Regions from separate parts of the Mus musculus genome. Here region 1 is linked to region 2. The links are chromatin contacts, called in public Hi-C maps. All regions are on one chromosome and are shown on one strand. Each heading gives the region's core, a stretch centred on a gene start, on an enhancer-like site or on the middle of the called end of the contact. The rest is flanking DNA. Distances are from core to core; before and after follow the strand shown.

The links. A called contact is a pair of places that touch in the nucleus more often than the background predicts.
Region 1: a contact with region 2 is called in a Hi-C map of pancreatic cancer cells. The contact joins two enhancer-like sites. A contact is called at or near these places in 5 of 484 Hi-C or Micro-C datasets (the STO cell line, embryonic stem cells and pancreatic cancer cells) and 3 of 115 datasets of contacts at active chromatin or transcription factors (all in embryonic stem cells).

What each region holds. Positions count from the first base shown.
Region 1 is chr17:93,523,865-93,530,161 of GRCm38.p6, forward strand. No RefSeq gene overlaps it. Among named protein-coding and RNA genes, the nearest start is that of Gm25935, 280 kb to the left of the region's middle. Within about 2 kb of position 2,532, at least 29 of the 459 cell types and tissues checked have an H3K27ac peak or open chromatin away from gene starts, as enhancers often do. A contact at or near this core is called in pancreatic cancer cells, where this site is marked.
Region 2 is chr17:93,320,657-93,327,336 of GRCm38.p6, forward strand. No RefSeq gene overlaps it. Among named protein-coding and RNA genes, the nearest start is that of Gm25935, 77 kb to the left of the region's middle. Within about 2 kb of position 1,400, at least 14 of the 459 cell types and tissues checked have an H3K27ac peak or open chromatin away from gene starts, as enhancers often do. A contact at or near this core is called in pancreatic cancer cells, where this site is marked.

The DNA.
Region 1 (6,297 bases), core at 1,282-3,781, 200 kb after region 2:
AGTGTATCACTATTCAATATTTAAAACAATTGATTGATTGATTTTTTCCCCTTCAACCCTGCACACATTTCAGAAGTCTGTCTGTAAGTAGGGACAAATATGGCCTACTCTTTCAAATGAGTAGATATCTTTCATAGTAATAGGATCAGTTAGTTTGATGCAAATTTAAAAGTTCTGAGTAGGAACACATTACCAAAAAAAAAAAAAAAAAAAAAAAAAAAAAGATGCCTTTAATACCCTTTCCCTTTCTCCATAGCTTTTAAGACAAACCTTTTTTTCCCTCACTTTTGAGAAAGAAAATGAATGGTCAGTTCTGCTGAATCCTGTTCAGTTTAAGCTTCTGTCAAGTTATAAGAAAGTAACATATGTTCTTACATAGTCACTGTCACCAAATTTACATGCTTTCCTTAGAGCTAGAAGTTGTATATGAATGAAACACTTAATAAAGCCGTGTAACTCTTTCTAGAACACCCATTCTTTGAATACTTAAGCACTTAACTACAGTGAGTCTCAACTTGGATGTACATTAACCTTATCAAGAAAGATTTCAAACAAAATGACTAAGCAAGGTTTGGCTGCATTCAGATGAATTAAGATCAGCAGTTAGTTTTGTTTAAAATCAAGCAAGTCTAAGGTGCTAAATACTGCTCTGTGTAAAGGCGCTTGTAATCATCAAGGAAACCCGCTCAGATGAGGGAAACCTATTGCTTCCTAGGACAGTGGGCAGGTGTTAAGCATTGTTAATGCACTGGTAAAATCTATTAATATCACTACCACTGTTAACCGTAAGCTCTTTAAGTTCTTTTTGTAACCACTCCTGCTGTTCTTCTTCCTGTAACTACTGAGGAATAAGATTCTGATTCCTAAATAGAAACAGTTGGACACTCTTTTCCTGCCTTGGCTGCTTCAAACAAAGGACTGCCAATCTAGTAGTTCAGTACCATGAACCGGGCCATCTTTCGAGACTACTTAATAATGGCTAGCTGGTTTGGCTTATTTCCTGAAGATGTAACCTCACCCAGGGCTGTTTGAAACAGTCTGTATCAGAATTTTTGCTGCCATGAGCCTGATGAATCTAGATGACTCCATAACCATCTCTACCTAGGTCAAAGCAGCCCTTCAGAAGGAGTGTGATACTTGGTGAAAATGCAGATTATCACTTGAATGTGATGTATACTGCAATTGATACTAACAGCCCTTCTCTGGCTATGTAAGTAGGCTGTTCAGAATCTCTTAATGAATTGGTGGAGTTACAATTCTCTCTATAATTCTCTATCATTATAGAGAATTACAAGTTCTTTACCTTTTGAATGTTTTAATATTTGGGCCATGTACTGGCTAGTTTTGTGTCAACTCGACACAGAGTGGAGTTATCACAGAGAAAGGAGCTTCAGTTGGGAAAATGCCTCCATGAGATCCAGCTATAAGGCATTTTCTCAATTAGTGACCAAGTGGAGAGGTCCCCTTGTGGGTGGTACCATCTCTGGGCTGGTAGTTTTGGTTCTATAAAAGAGCAGGCTGAGCAAGCCAGGGGAAACAAACCAGTAAAGAATATCCCTCCATGGCCTCTGCATCAGCTCCTTCTTTTTGACCTGCTTTAGTTCCAGTCCCGATTTCCTTTAGTGATGAACAGCAATGTGGAAATGTAAGCTGAATAAACCCTTTCCTCCCCAACTTGCTTCTTGGTCATGATGTTTGTGCAGGAATAGAAACCTTGACTAAGACAGGCCAATAAAGGCTTTTATCAAGTGGTTTTTGTTGTTGTTGTTGTTGTTGTTGTTTTGGTTTTTCTTTCCTACTTTCATTAGTGCCAGCTGAGCTGGTAACATGAATAAAGATGGTAGATTAACCATGATGACAGGCAGTAAGACAAGAAGCAGTAGCTGAGCAGTAGCCTGGGCAGTAGGTAGGCCAAAGTGTGAATGCTGAAAGGCAACTGGCCATGAGACAGCTGAAGAAACAATGTAGCTGAGCACTGAGAATAGCCAGAGCAGGAAGACAGGTAATGTAACTACAAATATAGCAACAGAGGGTAGAGAACTCAGCCTGAACAAGGATAAATGCTGGAAAAGAAGAATAAATGGTTGGAAGAAGAAAGCTCCAGGCTTTGGTCACTGTAAGAGTTACAGAGAACTGGCAAGAGTTTATGGCCAAGAAACCCAGGCAATTAATGTTAATTGCCAAACAATTAACATTGGCTCTTGTCAAGGGCTGAGGGATTATAATATCTAAGCCTGCCTGGAAGCTTCAATAGCAGCTGCAGCCCAGGGAATGTTGGCTTCCTAAGCCTGGAACGTATAGAGCCAGAGGTCTTGATGGTTAAATCCTACAGGAGAGCAGATCTCTCTAGAGCAGCACCTAGTATGGCTGTTTCCACCTGATTTTTGCTGCTCCTCACTTTTGTCCAATGCAGAATGATAGAAAAAGCTGCCAGATTTCCACCTTTGAAAAGCTTCTGGACTTCTCAAGATTTCTCTCCAGGAAGAGTAAAAGCACTCCAGCTAGTTGATGGGTCACATGAGTTATAGAGCCTCTGATTTGTCATTTCCTGATTCTGACTCATGACTCCTCTTAGTGACTCACATTTATCCATGAATGAGTCTGACCTAAAAACCTGGATGAAAATGTCTTTGGTAGATGGAATCTGTGGGAGGTAGGAGTCGTGGAGCTGCCAGAAACTGCATTGCTGCTAAAATAAAAGGACAGGGAAACACAACCACATTTATAGAAAAGCAGAGATGGAAACTGATGGTCTTGGATTTATACTCTCCTTTAGGTTCAGGTATGTTTCTGAATCTAAGATGGTTTACATTATTTGGTAGTGTCAAAGAGTGTCCCACTACAAACCCCAGTGTTTAAATAATACTAGAGTATTTCTTGGTGAATACTCATGTCTACTATGGGTCAGAGGAGGGCTTTGCTCATCGTAGTACCGAGTATATAGAGGACAACCTTCTTAAATGTTGCTTACAGTGATGGCTAGGAAGTACACATGCTCTGAAGAGTCACTAGTCAACAATTAAGTGCTCAATCCCAGAAATACCATGTCTCACTTCCATTCACAAATCACTCAGGAATAATATTGACCTACCACAAGGGGTCTGTAAAGTTCATAGGAGACTTGGGGAGAATTAGAAGACAACTATCTAACATCACAAAAGCCTATTACATTAACCTACCCACATATTCTTTCACATTTCATGAAAAGTTTGATTATCCTTTCAATAATTTCCTATTTTAATTTTAACTTATTATACTAACTTTTACTTTCATAATATAACAAACATAAACAAAGTAAATAATACTGAAAGGCTTTTAAGAGAAATAACCCACCCTGTTTGCGATTCATTTACCTGATCCCAGGAGGTTAATTCTTAAATGCTTCTTCCTTCTGATTTCTCAATCACTGTTGCTATAGGTACTTATGTTGTGCCAAAAATATGTTTTCTTCTTTTAGTGGAAAATATCCTCAGGGTCCAAGATTTTCTTCTAGTATAAATATATCTGGTAATAAACATCACATTTTGGTGGCTGTTTTCTCCCCCACTTTTATTATATTTATTCATTCCTTTAAAAATAGTCTTTGGGTCTGAGGGCATAGCTCATGGTGTCTATATAGCATATTATAGGGCCTGGATTCAGTCTTTAGCACCAATAAAATTATTTGATAAGGTTTCAAGATGGAATATAAATATGTAACCTAAGCTTATATCCTCCAACCCTGATTCTTCCTAAATTCTAGTTAATTGAGTTTTACTTAATTGAAATAATTTCTTCTGGCAAATGTGGGGAAATTGAAGCTTCTGTTTCTTCAAACTACAGCTGTAAAATTGGAATGCTACAGAGAGTACATTGTAATACATTATTATATGCAATAACATTTACTTCAAAGTGAATACTACAGACAAAAATCTTCCCAGAAACTGATGTACCAGGTTTTGTTTTGTTTTGTTTTTGTTTTTGTTTTTGTTTTGTATCAGGAAAATTAACTTTGAATTTACAGGCAGAAAATGTGACTGAAGAAACTACAAAGGATTCTGAAATTTCATAATTTGTTTTTTAACATCTGTAGGATATTTTAGCATGTATCTCAAAAATTTCCATTCAAAATTAGCCTTGTGCTGGAACTCAGAGGGGAGAAATGACAACTTTAGTCATTGTTTTTTATGAAACTGACCTTTATTTATTTATTTATTTATTTATTTATTTATTTATTTATTTATTTTTGGCTTCAGAAATGTTTCTAACAATCATTCCTCAATTTTTCTCTGTTTTGTTTCCCATGTCTCTCTGGGCATCTCTCAGAGATTTCTCCCTGCCCACCTAAGATTAGACACTTCTTTGACTCTCTCCAGACACATGCAAATGACAATGGAGAGTTTGTCTTGAGAGCCATGTTAGCTCTACTGAGTCAAATTATTATTTGGGTTATCAGAGGTTTTTGTGGATAGATTAAGAGAAATTCTGTCTGTTTAATGTAGTCATTGTAACTCAGAAAAGACTTCTTGGATTAACTTTGTATTGTTGTGCCAATCCTCAGAGAAAAATGTACAGGCCTAGAGATTTCTTTCTTATTTTAAGTGAGTACTTATGCTGATATGGATGCACATTCTCATTCTAGGCAAGTGTCATATTTATAGGACACATGAGATACCTCTGATGTAAATATTTATTGTGTTTAAAGTTCTAGCTTAGCCACAGTTTTTAACATTCTGCAATGAATTACAGGCATCATTACAATTGGACTTAAATTATTCAAATATACTTAAAATAAAATATACTTAGATGATAGAATTTCTTCAATCATTAGACTTATCTACTTCTCCTTCTTTCCCCAACATCTTTGCTGGGTGCTGCCTATTTGGTCTTCATAGTAAGAGAGTTTAGGTACTATTTAAACATAGTAGAAGCGGACAGAGGGATCCTAATCTTCCGAGGGACATTTGGCAGGAGATGAACTCAGTTAATCATCTAATGCCCCAAACCTGTTAGGCACTGCTTTAGGAATGATAGTTTCATACCAGTTATTTGATGTACATGTGCTTAGATTACTTTTCTTCAGATAACTTTAACTATTGGGAACAAGTTTCTCAATATCTTGAGCATCAGTTGTCAGATTCTACCCCTGACTCCAAGTCAAACCAGCCTGAAGTAAGAAACTATCTGCCAAACATCCCTTTGGCAACAAGAGCCTACTTCTAAGGCTTTGGGTTATTTTAAATTCACTACTACCAGGCCAGTGAGGTTGCTTGGTGAGTAAAAGCACTTGCTACACTATCTTGATGATCTGAGTTTGATGACCTAAATCCATGGTGGAAGGCAAGAACTCATTTGTGAATCATGTGCTCAGATCTTCATGTTCTCTCTCTCTTCTCTTTCACATGCCTCAACATAAATAATAAAATAAAATTTAAAAAAAAATTTTTAAAAAGAATGGATTTTAGCATTATCACTTTGAAGCACACCCCACTCCAGCCATGAGGGCTAGAATAAACAAAACCATAGCTCAAGCTCCAGTGGTGCTATCTCCAGCTACAGCCACATCACATATTTTGTTCTTGTTTTAGAAGAAGACATCATGATAAGATAACTCCCTATATTCTCTCATTCAGGTTAAGAGGTAGAATCCATCTCCATGGAAGCCCAGCAGAAATCTAGTGATTGACAGTCTTATGGAGATTGTTGCAGTTCCTCATGTGAGGCCCAAAAGTCATAGAACTGGAAGCTATGCTGTGGTTGTTGAAAATTACATCACACCTTTGTTGAGGCAGTATAACTCATCTGTGCTGTATTCCCATATTAAGTACAATAAAAAGCACCTATTGCACTGTCTTCTCATGTGAATCTTTGCCTTTATTTTATCGCTAATAGAGCAAGCTGAACTGGTAATACAGAGAGGAAATAGACTCAGTGACATTAGACGGAAACAACAACAGTGTTGGCAGTGAGAAGGTGATTGGGTTCCAAAAGACTTGGCTAGAGATGGCATGGAACGGTAGTGAAAATGATGAATGATGGGGGAAGTAAAGAAAAAGTAGAAGGTTGTAAAGTTCTCAAGCTGAGGAATTATAGGCCCTGGTCACTGGAATACTTCAAGAGAACTGATAAACTCTAAGGGCCGTGGATCTTGATACCCATGGCCTGTGAGCTGTAACCCTAGTTTCTACTAGGGGCTCTGGGTCATAATATCCGAAGCTTGTGAGCTGTACCACAAGCTGGATCTACAATGTCAAAACTGTAGAAAACTAAAGTGTTACATCCTTCAAATAATTATCTCTTAATTTGGGTTTTATAGAC
Region 2 (6,680 bases), core at 150-2,649:
GCAAATTCATAGCTCTGAGTTTATTGTTAGGGTGTTTTCAGACATTTTAATTAGAAATAAATGAGAGTAGTTAATGGAGAACAGTCCAGAATACTTTATATAGATAGTTGGTTTCCAGAAATCCACAGATGTTACAGTTAATGTTATTTATTCACTTGCTGTTGAGACAAATCTGCTCCTAACAAATTCCCATTCATGGATTCAAAGAGGAAACTGAGCATCTTACCACCAGGTAGGCTGTACATTTGCTGCTATGTCACCACTGGGCAAAAAAAATTGCCAATCTTTCCTGCAAACCTGTACTGTTCTTGAAAGGATACAATTTACAAGTTAGAACAGCTTAGTTCTGCCGAGACAGAATAGGCTAGTTCTTAATATTCCTATATCTCTAAGGTCTGTCAAATGATCCTGGGCCAGAACTGAAGACATGTTCCATCTTCCTGACTTATTGGAGCTGTATAAGTTGGCATCTGTCTCTACAATTTGACTCAGTTCTGAAAGCTATGTTAGGTTTCCTATATACTTTCATTTAGTGTTGCTCATTCTCAGATTTCTTACAGGGTTGAAAAACTACTTAAAGTCTCATTATTTTGAGAGAATAGATTTGAGAGGATAGTTTTCAGATGGCATACAATCTAAAGCCAGGACACGAGTCAGGTGTAAAATGATAAGGCTTTTAATTTAGAATAGATAACAATGTTCTATCTTAATGACAAAATTGATGGACTGGGTATTAGGTTTATCCATATCTTATAGATTACAAAATGATAAGAGCTGTGCTCTATTTATATTTTTTTCTATACAACCAAAACTCTAAATCAATAGGCTTTGTTTTTTATTAGAGCAGAAAGGGGGAAGTGTTGTGCATGGGCCTCGTGCTGTTTGTATGCTAATTCTGCTATCCTGGGAAAGGCTATGGACAAGGAGTGAGTCATATTCAGATAACTTCTTGAAAACCAATACCCTAGTGAATAAAGGAGCCAATCACTGGGTGAGTAGGCGGGACTTCCAGGCTGGAGGGAGGAAGAGAGGAAGCAGAGAGCAGTGAGGTCTTTTTTGGAATGGGGACAGCAAAGGGGTAAGATGTAGCTGATAGAGTTTCCCGGTATCAATGTGGGTCCACTGGAGGAATCAGATTTTAATACGACTTACAAGATTAGGTTTTCATTGTTGTACCCAGAGATTGAGTTGCCATTGTTTCTGAACTAAGTTTGTGTTGCATTTTCCTTCACGTATTGGCTCATCTGGGTTCAAGAGAGAAAGGTACGTGGTAAAGCATGGGTTTGCCAGAGGTGTACCACAAAGGCCGTGGGGGATTTGAAACATGGGGCTGGTGTGGTAGTGACTTGCCAGTGGGAACCTAGTGTGCTGGGTGGAGATATTGTGGAGTTCTGAGTCAGAGTCTCCACAAGATAAAAACAGGTTGGCCATTGCCTGCCAGTACACGGCCAGCAAGGCTCCCAGGGCAGAGGCACAACCGCAGGAACGAGACAGTTCCACTTTTAATATTTCCCGCAACAATGTGAGGAAGAAACCAAAGGACATATACCTTCTGTCTGACTCAGCAATTAGTGCTTTTCAATTCCAGTGCTCTTCCTACCACTCTTCCCATTGTTTGGGTTCTTCTGTTTTGCAGGAACATTTGTTAGGGGCTGCCTTTGGCAGAAAAATGACCCCCATGTCTGTACTTATTACCTGATCCTAGACTGGTACTCTTCCATCATAGAAAATGGGGCAGAATGTAGTTGACATTTTCTGTCTTATATTCTTGCTCAGATTATTGCCATACGTGACTAATGGCTTGCTTGTAACTTTTATTTGAACTTGCCATCTTAATCAGCTGCCCTGACATCTGACAACTCAGCCGTTTCCAGCTCAGGTTGGTGCCTAGCAACTATACCAATCATCGTGGAATTTTAAAGAAATATTTCAGGCAGACAATCTTAGCTAATGCCCTGCCAGCTGAAAAGAAGAGACTGAATATAGCATCACTTGGTAGAGATTGACCACATTCATCTTGCTCCTGTGGTGCAAATATCAAATTTACCTCCAGAGAATTTTTCCCTTTCAAATAAAAACATCTTGAATGCCCGTTTGAATACAGGCAAAGAATTAAGAATTTTCATTAACTTTTCTCTTCCTCTAAGGACTGAGGAAAAAATTTTTAAGCTATGCCTACTGATTTAGAGTTTTGGTTATATGGGAAAAAATTTTTCAGTTTTTAAACCAAAAGGTAGATGAAAGTAATTTGAGGTCAAAGAGCACTGTGCTTGTTACATTCCTGTTGCTGTGATTAAATACCTTCACCAAAAGGTGACTAAAGAAAACCAGGGTTTATTTTCAGTTCCAGAGGAAAAGAGTCCAAGACAAAAGCTGGAGCAGGAAGTTGACTTATCACATTTTTATCCAAGGGAAGTGTGGGTGGGAGGGAGAGAGAGAGAGAGAGAGAGAGAGAGAGAGAGGGAGAGGGAGAGAGAGAGAGAGAGAGAGAGAGAGAGAGAGAGAGAGAGAGAGAGAGAGAACAACTAACAATGTATTACCAGTGGCATGCTTCCTCCAATGTAGATCTGTCTCCTAAGTGATCAATAACCTCCCAAACAGCAACATCAACAAGGGACTAAATGTTCAAGTATAAGATTTTGTGAGGGAACTTCCTCATTCAAACTACAGCAAGGCAACAATATCAAGGAGAGTCATGTCGATTTATAACTAATGGCATTGATATCTTTTTCTAGTATTATGGTACTTATACAGGGCTTAATGATCTTTGCTTTTTAAGATACATATGTTTACTATAGTTTGCGTTTGAAATGTCCACCAAATGCTAATCCTAATTAATGCTAATGTATTTCATAATTGGTCCTAAGCCCATGGAACTGTTGGGAGGTTGGCACTGCAGGTGCATAAATGGAAAGCCGGCCCCTTCACCTATCAATCATCTATCCTTCCATCTATACATCTCTCATCTATTTATCCATCTATCTATCATCTTTCAGTTGTATTTCTTGAATATCATATATCTATATATCTGTGTATATGTATATGTGTATAAACAACATACAGCATTAATGTTAGCACTATAAATTTCATCTTTTGAAGGCTGTTGATTGCAAGGATGCAAAAAGGATACAGGCTAGACTGAGTCAGCATCAGCCCAATGCTGCTATCAGCTAGGGTTTGGCAGTGGAAAATGGGACTGGAAAATTCTAAACAGGCATTTGTCCGAAGACAAGAACTACATCAGGTGAGACGAGTAGGGCTTAAAATAAAATAAAATAAAATAAAAAGAGTTTAAAACAACAACAACAACAACAACAACAACAATAAAAAGGAGATGCTAGGTACATGAAAGAGAGAAAGATCAAGAGAGAAGGAAATCAGGAGACATCCTGCTTCCTCTCTGGCCCCTACAGAAGACATCCTTAGTTCTGGTTAAATCAAGTCCTCTACCCTCTCTGTATTATCTGTGTTTGGTGCACCAATCTGTCCTTGTGTTAATTTCTGTATGTTTTTGTTCCGTTGTCTGAATGACTGTTGTTCTGTTTTATGTTGAAAAGGAAAAATGGTTAAAACTTTATCTGCTAGCTCTCCATCTCTTGATTCAGTCTCATTTTGCACAGTGGAGGCTGATTTAAGTTGTCCCACACCCTTAGCCAGGAGTCAAGCACAGCAGGTGAGACCCTACTAAAAAGCTGCTTTTAAGAGGGGCTAGCTGAGCTGCTGTAGAACCTACTTTGCAAGTCAATACAGCTGAAACAAACAACAGTACCCAGTTGAAACAAAGGGATGGGTCCTTGGGTTTTCCCACATATATTCAGTGCTGTACATTAAAATTTGAGCATTGATCAAAGAACTTTGTCTTGGCTTGTTATTTCTCTCATCATACTTCCCATCCATCCCTAGCTTTCCTTTCAGGAACCCAGTAACCCGTGGCTACAAGAGAATATTTCAATTAATCTTTATGTTATACCTATCTACCTATTTATCACCTATCAATCATCTATCCTTCCATCTATATATCTCTCATCTATTTATCCATCTATCTATCATCTTTCAGTTGTATTTCTTGAATATCATATATCTACATATCTGTGTATATCTATCTATCTATCTATCTATCTATCTATCTATCATCTATCTATCGTTAGGTATCTACATTATCATCTCTGTGTATTGTAGAACCAAGTGTTAGAAACAAAACAGCACCCATCTTCATCAAGCTTTATCACAAGCTTCAGGCTTGTGGAGTTTTTACATTCTCTCACAGAAGCAGTGGGCAGGAGGGTCAATGGACCTGAGATTCCACTCACTCCTTCCAGCAATTTGCCTGCAACATCTATTTATGTATCTAATTGTACTTGGTCTCTGGAAGAGCTAATTAGTTTGGGGAAAGTTAATTTGTAGGGAATTCCACTCATTTATGTGAGTATTGGGCAATTGTTATTTATACTGGGTGAAGACTTTCTAGTGAGGCTGTTTTGGGGTCACCCAAACTTCTGACAATACTCCCCAACTCATGCTCTGTAAGTAAGTCCAAAGTTCTCCATCTAGTTTTTATGGATTCTAAAATAAGTTGTATGCATTCATGCCCTTCATATTAGTATTCTTTAATGTTTCTTATAGTATAGTTTTGATTTCTGAAAAGTGACTGACTGTATTAGGGAAATCTGTGGTGTTTTCCTGAACCACAAAATGAAAAAAATCCAAACCAAAGCAAAACAAACCAAATCAAACCAAACCAAACCAAACCAAACCAAAAGCCACAACAACAACAACAAAAAACCTCAGAGAAACATTATTGATTGAGTTAGGATTCCTGGTTCTAACATTTCAATTTGGGCTTCAATATTTTGTCCATTGAGATAGAAGATGAGGAGGAAATGGGCTTATTTTGTAGCTTGTTTTTCTCTCTGTCTGTTGAGGTTGTTGTAGAACCCACAAGGAGACAGTAGGAGAGCTTCAAAATTCCTACCTTAAGAGGATGGGATTTAACCATATGGGGATAGGGAAATGAGGTCTGAGTTGTAAAGTCTGATTTCTAGCCAGGAAGCTGTTGCTTTCATTTTGCCCTCAAGCATTCTCTGACTACTTGCTTTTTGTTTGTAGCAAACTGCTGATCATTTAGATTGTCTAGTCAAACATCAGAGATGGGCTTATAGACTAAGAATGGAATTGTTTTTCAGAAATTTGTAAGCTGTGTAGGCAAGCTTGGGAAATACAGTCTCAAGAGAGGAGAAAGTACAGTGTATTTCTGAGTTGAAAGAAGGGAGTGAAGAGGACACTGGGTTCAGCTAGTCTCAATTCATCTTAATACCCTTTGGGAAACTCTCAAAAAACCTCCTGGAGAGTCTGATCTGCCTAGCTTGGGTTGGCTGGAACACTGGCATTTGGTAAAATTCTCCATGGGATTGTAACCTGTGGCTTACCCAAGAAGAGTATTGGAATCTACCATTAGAGACAGTTTTGATTTAAGATGTAATGCTTGATGCACAATTCTCTGCTCAGCTGTGTACAAGTAAGCACAAAGGGGGAAAACTGTGAATCTCATATTACTATCCAAAGAGGAAACTCTTTCTATTAATGAATTGCTTTTTTGATTGATGTCACCAAACAACTGTTTTGAAATTTTTGAGGGGGTGGGTTTCAAGACTGTGTGTGTGTGTGTGTGTGTGTGTGTGTGTGTGTGTGTGTGTGTGTGTGTGTGTGTGTGTGTGTATGTGTGTAGTCCTGGTTGTCCAGGAACTTGCTCGGTAGACCAGCCTGGTCTTGAACTCATTGAGACCTGCCTGCCCATGACTCCCTAGGCATGCATCACCAGTGTTCAGCCTGAAATTTCTTTATTTTGTGAATTGACATGATTTTATGCAAACTCCTGGTGGACAGGTTATACAGAACCCTGTAACAGAGGAAAAAAACCTGTATTCTTGTGTTTAGGCAAACTGCTGCTATATGAGATAGAAATGCTGTATAGAAAAGAGTTGATAGGTATCCACTGCCTCTTTTGAGAGCTTTTAGCTTAGGAAAACTGCCATCATCTATATTGTTCACTTGAGGGTCCTTTGAAATCAACTCTATCTAGCAAGGTGACAGATATTTTTTACGTTTGCATGTAAATTCCAAGATTGATTGCAAGTCTGTATTACAAACCATGTTAACTCGAGTTGTACTTATATAACAAAGATATGAGATTTTACAGCTAATAGAAGGAAGTTGTCTAGTGATCTTGATGTTCTATACCTTACCACATAGGAATGTGGGGGAGCAAGGAATAACAACATATGAGGATTGGCAACAAAGTTGTCATGACAATAGAAAGTTTCACTACCATATAGGAATTATCCTGTGTTTTCCTTGAAAACCAAATGAAGATGAGACCAGTAAGTACCAGAAAGAGTGAAACTAACTTTGACTTTTTGCAATAATTATTGCTAATATTTATTTATGTTTTATGTGTCCTTATTTAGTCTATTTTCCTAAATTCTCACTGTAAATCCATGAGATGTGCACTTTATTTTATGGGGGAAAGACTGAGGCTTTGAGCAACATCTGCTAATATACCACATTGTTAGAGCTGAGACTATCATGTGACATTTTATTCCACTTAAGATTCTCACTACTGCATTCCTGTTAAAACTTCTGCCATAATCTATTAACTGCCTGAATATAAACAGTCATATTAT